Linked DNA regions of Mus musculus: region 2 is linked to region 1. The links are chromatin contacts, called in public HiChIP or PLAC-seq maps. All regions are on one chromosome and are shown on one strand. Each heading gives the region's core, a stretch centred on a gene start, on an enhancer-like site or on the middle of the called end of the contact. The rest is flanking DNA. Distances are from core to core; before and after follow the strand shown. Region 1 holds the start of Fzd4 (frizzled class receptor 4). Region 2 holds the start of Ccdc81 (coiled-coil domain containing 81).

The links. HiChIP or PLAC-seq counts read pairs in DNA pulled down with a chosen protein or histone mark.
Region 2: a contact with region 1 is called in an H3K4me3 HiChIP or PLAC-seq map of embryonic stem cells, with 4 times the contacts expected there. The contact joins the promoter of Ccdc81 here to the promoter of Fzd4 in region 1. A contact is called at or near these places in 4 of 39 promoter capture datasets (the SN4741 cell line, cranial neural crest, pre-B cells and 1 more) and 3 of 115 datasets of contacts at active chromatin or transcription factors (embryonic stem cells and stem cell-derived neural progenitor cells).

The regions. Positions count from the first base shown.
Region 1 is chr7:89,402,269-89,406,264 of GRCm38.p6, reverse strand. Fzd4 (frizzled class receptor 4) reads right to left here and starts at 1,899. Exons shown (of 2, transcript NM_008055.4): 1 at 1,294-1,899. The coding sequence starts at 1,578. It also overlaps a transcript of Tmem135 not described here.
Region 2 is chr7:89,901,578-89,905,573 of GRCm38.p6, reverse strand. It overlaps Ccdc81 (coiled-coil domain containing 81), which reads left to right and starts at 1,945. Exons shown (of 15, transcript NM_001162979.1): 1 at 1,945-2,392. The coding sequence starts at 2,314.

The DNA.
Region 1 (3,996 bases), core at 650-3,149:
TTCCAGCATGTAAAGGGATCCAGTCTTGTCTTTCAAAACAACTTGGCTGCCTCCCCAGGATACATGTAATTAAAAATATATATCCCTGCAAAAGCTGTTTCTCCAACCAACTTGCCACTGATGTCAACCGTGTGCTGTTTCCAGGCTAAGAGTGAGAGGATCATTTCCTAAGCTTTTATAACTTAGTTTGGAAGCCCTGAAACCTCTACAGGGATATTTCTCCAGCAACAGGTCTAATCCCAACCATCTTCCCCAAACCACAACTCAGCTTTTACAGCGACCGATGTAAAAACCCAAGCCTGTAAATAAACCGTATGTCTGTTTCTTATCTCGCTACAGCCAGAACTATAGATTTCTTAAGGTTTCAACCTGGACAACTCTAACCTCCATTTTTTTTTCTTTTTTATTAATAAAAGCCACTCAGCCTCACCAACCAAAACATGGAGAGTGTTAAGTTTTTAAAACTTCATTCCAATCTACTTTCCATTGAAGTTAGCTGTATAAGAGAAATTATAACTATGTTATATATGCAAATTACTTTTCACTTATTATTGTAGGAAGAACTTCTATATCATTACACATTACCAAAGTTTTAACATCTTAATGACTGTTAAGAAAAGGAGGGAAAAAAAGAAAAGGAAAAAAGAAGTTTTCAAATATGCACACTACCTTCCTGGAGCCTTTTCAGTCCTTCCAAAAATTAAACCTGCCTCCAACGTTAAGGACAAGAAAGAACTCGGGCCAACCTAACCACTCTTTCCTGTATGACCTCTAAAAAGTGCAGGACGACGGCGGGGCATTCTGCAGAAAACAGACAGCGATGTTTTATTTGGTAACCTACACCCAAAAATACAGGCAAAAGGGAGGTCGATGAGCGACCTGGAAGGGCGAAGTTCTGTCTCCTTATCACTCCTTCCAAGATTTAGGTGCAACCCGCTGCCCTGCCAGGACTCGCCCACCAAGCAGCGGCTGCCGGAATCCTTGGCAAAGATAGCCCTCAACTCCACTGGGGTTAGGGGCTTGGCCAGACATGGGCAGGGGAGAAAAACGGAAGGGCGGGGTGTAAGAATAGGTTCTTTCGCGGGCCAGATGACTTACACAACGTTTTGGCTTCCAGTCTCCAAGAGGGACAGAAAAGTGGGGGGTGGGGTGCGGGTTGGAAATCACTTTCTCAGGAGTTGTACCCTCAAGTTAGGAAGGGACCAGGAGGCTCGATCTGTCAGGGATTCCAAGGAAGGAGTTTGGGAGTCTCTGTCTACCGAGTCCTCCGGGGATGGGGGTAGGGGCACCCACCTGCAGCTGGCTGGAGCAGCCGTACTGGATGAGCGGCGTGAAAGTTGTCAGCTGCAGCTCGGCGTCTGTCTGCAGCTCGTGTCCCACTAAGTTGGGCATCTTGGTCACGTTGTAGCCGAGGTTCTGGCACATGGCGATGCGGATGGGGTCGCAGCGCCGCTCCTCCTCGTCCCCGAACCCCAGTGTCGGCCGCAGGAGCAGGAGGAACTGCAGCAGCAGCCCCAGCCTGAGCCCGACGCCTCCAGGCGCCCCCCGGCTGCTCGGCCCTGTGCCCGGCCAGGCCATGGCCAGAGCTGCGGGCAGCAGCGGCAGAGGCTGATCTAGCAGACACCCCCAGTTTGCACAGGGGCGCCGGTGGCCGCGCTGCTCCCAACTCCGGATAGGGAATGCGGTAAGGCGCCAAGGGCGACAAGGGGGCAGCAGTCGCCTCTCCAGCAGTTGTACGAGAATGTGCGGGATATCAGACGTCCGGAGCCCGGGCCGAGGGATGGACTGCTAGGGTCATGGCTGCAGGCGGCGATCCCAGAACTCGGCGCCGGCCGAGTCCGGCTTTTCGGCGAAGCCCGCCTGCACTCTACGCCGCGCTGTTCTCACCGCCCCAGCGCTCTGTGGCGCTGGAGGTTCGCAGGGCGGGGGCGGGGCGGGACGGACAACGCGACTGTCCAATGAAAGCCCCCCCTGGTCAGAGGGGGCGGGAAGGGGCGGGGCTCCTCTCCTGCTGTAAGGGTCAGGCCCCCGCCCGCGGCTTGATCCTCTCTCCCTTGCTCGCTCCAGAGGCGCCCCGCCCCGCTTGGCTTCCCGGCGCTCGGCGTCCTCCCACCCGGATCCATTGCACGCTGTGGCCAGGCGGCGATGGAGCCCCGTGGCTCCTGCCCAGCCAACCTGCTCTTCTCTTTCAGGTGAGACGTGCTCCCACATCTATGCCCCTTTCACGTCCTTCCCCTTACAGCTGTCACCTCCGGCCCCGTGGCCACCTCTGTATCAAGCAAAATAATGAACACAAAGAACACGGTATTTGGGGTTTACACAGATTGTGGCTTTAAATCCTGGCTGTGTGACCTTGAGCAAATTGCCCAACCTCTCCGCGTCAGGTTCCTCATCCGTAAAGTGACTTGGGAGGATTAGCGATAAAGCCTGAAAGGCTTAGAGCTGGTGCCTGGTACAGTTCGCAGAAAATTTCACCTCTAGCCAGTGGGGCTGGCGCCCGCCCCCCGGCCCCGCCCCGCACTCGGCGCGACCTGCGCCGGGAGCAGCCGGTCTGCAGTCGCCGTGGGGGAGGCGCTCCGGAGCAACAGAGCAGCCGATGGGCTCGCGCTCCGATTTCCTCACCGTACGAAATGAAATTCCACAGGGGGATTCGAAAGGAAATGAGGCCGGGACGCTCCGTGCTTCTCGGCCCGCCGCCCTTCCTGTCTCGGGGACACGGTTTCTAAATAAGGTTGGGAGGGTAAGAGCGCGGGAGGGAAGAGGCTTGACCTGTGCACTCGAAGCGAGGAAGGCGCACAAGCCCCAAGGACGCCCCTTCCCAGACCCGGGACACCCTTCCCCTGCATCCTGCACTTTTTTCGTTCCCATTCTTGCTCTCCGTGGCACTCTGGGGGTCGGCAGATGTTCCCACCCGTGTTCCAATCCAGCTTCTCTCTTCTTCACCCACAAAGAAAGGACTCTGTATTGGGTCCACCCTCTCTCTGCTTCCCATTTGGCCAGTGGAACTCTCAGCAGGTGATTTCCCAAACCATGTACTTGTTACTTGCTGAGACTAAAAGGAGCCTCCAACTGGCCACGCAGTAGGCCAGTTTCTGAGTGAAGTCCATCCATGCTCTCCTGTCACATAGCGGTTCTCAGTACCGGAGTAGTGTAGATCATCTAGCACAGTGACCGATGAATAATGCTCTATAATAACTCGGCTGCCACTTTTTGTTTATATCTGGGACAGATCGTGAAATGTAGATCGTAAGACTACCCCTTGCTTATCAGTCTCGTGCTAAATTCTGAGGATACTGGTAATAAGTAAAGGGATTCCTCCCCTCTCCTTCAGTTCTGTTTGCCTAAGCCCCTGCCTGTGTTTTTCTGAGTTCTTTGTGCCTTCCCATTTCAGTTGGTCTTCTGGCACACAGCTGAGGTAAGGTATAAATTGGAAGGATACATGCACTCAAATTTTATAGCTTTAGCTTTCTTATTCTTGACTGGCCCTGGTTGAGGGTAAAGAATGGAATCGGCTGTTTTGTGTATTTGCCTCTGTGCTTGGAACTGGCATATAGAAGCTCCATCTTCTCCAGTCACTGTCATAATCTGGTAAAGAATGTTTTGGCCCTTTAAGTAGACTGGGGAACTGAGGCTAAACCAAAGCAATAGTTAGCAATGATAGGACCCACCAAATCAGAGCCCAACCTTTTTGAAGCTGGAGGGCAAGATTCCAGGAGTTGAGGACCAGGTTGAGTCCTCTGTATACTGGTGGCACTGGCTTACAGGATTGCATAAATAATCAGATGAAGAAAGCAGTGACCTATTCATTGTTTGAGAGGAACAAATTAGATGAATAGATTAAATTGATACGTGATCCCCATTCTCTAGGATCACATAGGAGACAAACAGAACAAACACACTGGGCATAGTAAGCCACAGAGAGCCATGAGCAAATTGGAGGTGGAGGTAGCTGAGTTTGGAGAGCTACTCAAAGAGATGACCTGCAAGACTGTGAGC
Region 2 (3,996 bases), core at 696-3,195, 500 kb before region 1:
TTGGGTATATGCCCAGGAGTGGTAGAGCTGACCTACCTATACTAAAAAAAAAAAAAAATACAGTATCTCTAGCATGATACTGTAATAATAATATAATATAAAACTATTACACTGTAAAAATAATATACAGTGTTATTCTACTTTCATTCTGTTGCTGTGATAAACTACCTAGATGAAAAAGCAACTTGGAGGGGAAAGGGGTTTATTCCACCTCATAGTTCTAGGTTACAGTCCCATTATATCAGGGAGGACAGAATAGCAGGCACTTCAAACATTGCAGGTTGGGAAGAGAGAAATGAAAGTGTGCATGCTTACCTTGTGCTCAGCCCCACCTCCACACAAACAGGGTCTCGGATTCCCTGCCCACAGCACGGTGCCACCCATAGTGGGCTAGGTGTTCCCGAATCAATTAGCATAACCAAGACAATTCTCACAGGCAGGTGCACAGGCAAATCTAATCTAGTGAGTCCCTCATTGGGACTCTTTACAAGTGAGTCCACGTTGTTTCAAGTTCACAATGAAAACTAACCATCACAAACACTATGTGTGAGTGTGTTGCTGTCCAAGTATGATATTGTGAGGAATAACGATGTCTGTATAATAGTCATTATCAATGGAACACAAAGAGAAGCACCCTGGTTCAAGTGTACAATTGCAGCCTTTTTATTCTCAGCTGCAAAGCAGCCTTTTTTGGGTTTGGTAAACACGTAAATCAGATAAGATGTTTAAAAATGGCAACTGTGGACCACCTCCCTTTCCTTTCAGGTGGTGGTTTATCATCTCCGGCCTCCGTTCACATCACAGGCCAATAGCTCCTCTCGGCTCTTCATAGCAGCAACCACCGTGGAAATGTACTTGGCGTAATCTAAACCAACCACGTCTTTTCCATGACCCACCAATGTACTCTGAGTTATGTGCACGTGAGAGATGAGTATATATCACCAAAACCAAAAGTCTTGTAAGAGGATGCCTTCAGTATCGTGATTCCCAATGTCCACAAATGAAAACAACTCAAATGCTTCTCAAGAAGGGGATGGCTAATATGTCCTTTATTCACAGAACAAGGCAAGTCAAAGGAACAGATAGCCACCACATAAATGACTCTATTTCTCTCTCTCTCTCTCTCTCTCTCTCTCTCTCTCTCTCTCTCTCTCTCTCTCTCTCCCTCTCCCTCCCTCTCTCTCTCTCTCTCTCTCTCTCTCTCTCTCTCTCTCTCTCTCACACACACACACACACACACACACACACACACACACACACACAAACACACACACACACACACACACACACACACACACACACACACACGTCTTAGAAAGTTCAAACACTTTCAAGCTAATATATAGTTTAGGGTAGCATAATGCCCGCAGGGGAAGGCAGGGCACTTCTGTGAAGCTGACAGCCATGTTTCCGGATGGGCTTGACATGTGCACACTTAGCAGGCAGGAGAACGCCAAAGTCATGTGCAGGAATAGATCTGCCCCATTCCTTTCTCTATAGGAAAGGGAAAAAGCAGAAATAAAAACATGAACTGCCTTCATTCTCCTGCCCTCCAGTTCCAAAGAGGGGAGCCTGGAAACAAAACAAAACAAAACAAAACAAAACCTTGACAGAGTTCAGCTCAAACTCAAATCCTCAATCAGATCCGACATCGCTGTCGGCCAGCACGCTCTCCCACCACAACCCCCACCACCATTTGCTCTGGATGATTACAATATGGACCGCCTTCAAGGCCAGGTCTTCTCACTGCCCTGAGCAAGAAGGAAAGAACAAAGGTTTTGGGTGTTTTGTTTTGTTTTGTTTTGTTTTGTTTTGTTTTGTTTTTTCCCTTTCTTTCTCTTAAAAATGACATTCTAAAGTGGCTGGCTGAGCTTTCTACAGATCAGATTCTCTTAGGGGGCCGGGCCTTGAGGCCCTAGCAACCGAGCGAGCCTTTGTCGCGTCATAGCAACAGTTTCAGCCATCCCTTTCCCAAGGCCTTCTTAGTTCAGCAACCCTCCACCCTCCATCTGCAGGAGGCCCTCGCTGTTTGGGTGGGCGTGGATGTGCACTTCTGGCTTAGCGAGCGGCAGTGCTCTGGCTTCGTGTTGGGGGAACAGGTTATCCGCAAGCCAGATCACCGGGGAGGGACGGCGACAAAGAATGTTTATTTAAGGAAAAATAATATCAAAACATTTCAAGACTTTTAAAAGCACACCCTAAATTCTGGGCAAAGAGGGCTGGAGGGTGGGAAAGTCACCTTAGTGCAAACTCCATATAACAAAGAAGAGACTATCTATCGAGGACCCACCACGGAGTCAATCGGGACCGAAGATGCTGGACAGGGTTGGGCCAGGTTTTCAGGACCTGTGCAGGCAAGTGCTGCCCACACTGCCGACGCTGAGCCAAGAGGGTAAGTGACTTGATGCAGGTGTGTGTGTGTGTGTGTGTGTGTGTAGTGGTGGTGGTGGTGGTGGTGGTGGTGTTAGACCTTCCTGTGCTAAAAGCGCGATTCAGAGCTTATCTTCCTATGGCTAGACTTGAGCCACCAGGTATTGCTTGTGTGTGTGTGTGTGTGTGTGTGTGTGTGTGTGTGTGTGTGTGTGTGTGTGTGTGTGTGTTTCTTTCTCTGGGTTTTTATTTAAAAAAAAAAAAAGCCATGCACTGCCTGATTAGTACTAAGTACTGAAAACAACCTTCCCCACATTACCTAGAGAAGATTAAAACGCTACCTAGAGAAAAGCATTCCCGCTGTAGTCTCAAATGACTCTTTTTCAGAGTTCAGGAAAGGGCATAGCTATTTTTGTCCTTGACATCTTGCAGGTGTGTTAAAGAAAAGTGATGTTTGTAAACAGGTAATATTCACAGAAAACTCACTGGGGGCAGTAGCAAGATGCAGTCCAGTTTTTAGCATAGTTTCTTAGGAGAGTCACCATGCCCAGGCCAAGCCCTCTCTCCTCTCCACCTCGAGGGGAGGGAGTTCTGTCTGCCCCTGCTTCCAAAGTGCTGGGATTAAAAGTTGTGCGCTCTCAGCTCCTGTCTGTTACATCTTTAGCATTTTGTTGTTTATTTTGTGTCTTGCTTCTCTTTGTAAGCTTCAAATGCTTACAAAAAAAATGCTGATATGTTAAAAAAAAATGGGTCACTGGGAAGCTAATACTGTACTAAGTCTATAGAAACCTAACATCTTGACAATGTTAAACCTTCTTTTCCACACAATGTTCTACTACACAGTTATTTGATTTGATGTCTTTCATCAGTTTTGTAAATATTTTCTCATGGATTTTATACGTTTTTATATGTGTTTTAAAGATCTATATCAAAATATTTCATTCTTTTTAGAATTATAAGTTGTTGTATTTCATTTTAAAATTCTCCTTATTCATTGCAACTATATAGAAAACTCGCTTTTATCTATTAACCTTGCTAATTATGACTTAATTGTGAAATGATCCCCATAGGCTTATATGTTTGAATGCTTAGATCCAGCTTGGTGGCACTCTGTGGGAGACATTGTGTAACCTAGTTGGTAAAGATGGGTCACTGGGCATTCTTCTGAGGGCTATTGTATGGCCCTGCTCCCAGACTGCGCTCTCTGCTTCCCGGTTCCTGTGAGAGCCCTGCCACCACAGACTGAGACATTCTAATCTTTGTGCTTCCTCCATAATGAGGACCTACATACACCCCAAGTCAAAATGACCTCCCTCTCCTATGTTCATCTGTTGAGATATAATATACCCAGAAGTGGAGTCAGTTGGTGCAATAAACCTGACCACGGGGTGCATAGACTTTTTGGAACTGGCTTGTAGGAGGTGTGTAGAAAGGTGATGAGTTGTGTGCTAGAGAATTGTTCTCAAAGCTTAGTGGGTCACCCTGGTGCGAGAAAACCAGTGTGGGTAGGAATATGAAGAATAGAGACTGCTTGTGAGATTCAAGAAGACAACCAAGACTGTATCAAAGACCTGATGAGAGGCCGTTTATGCTGGAGTCTCGGAAGGCAAAAAGTGGTTATGTTCT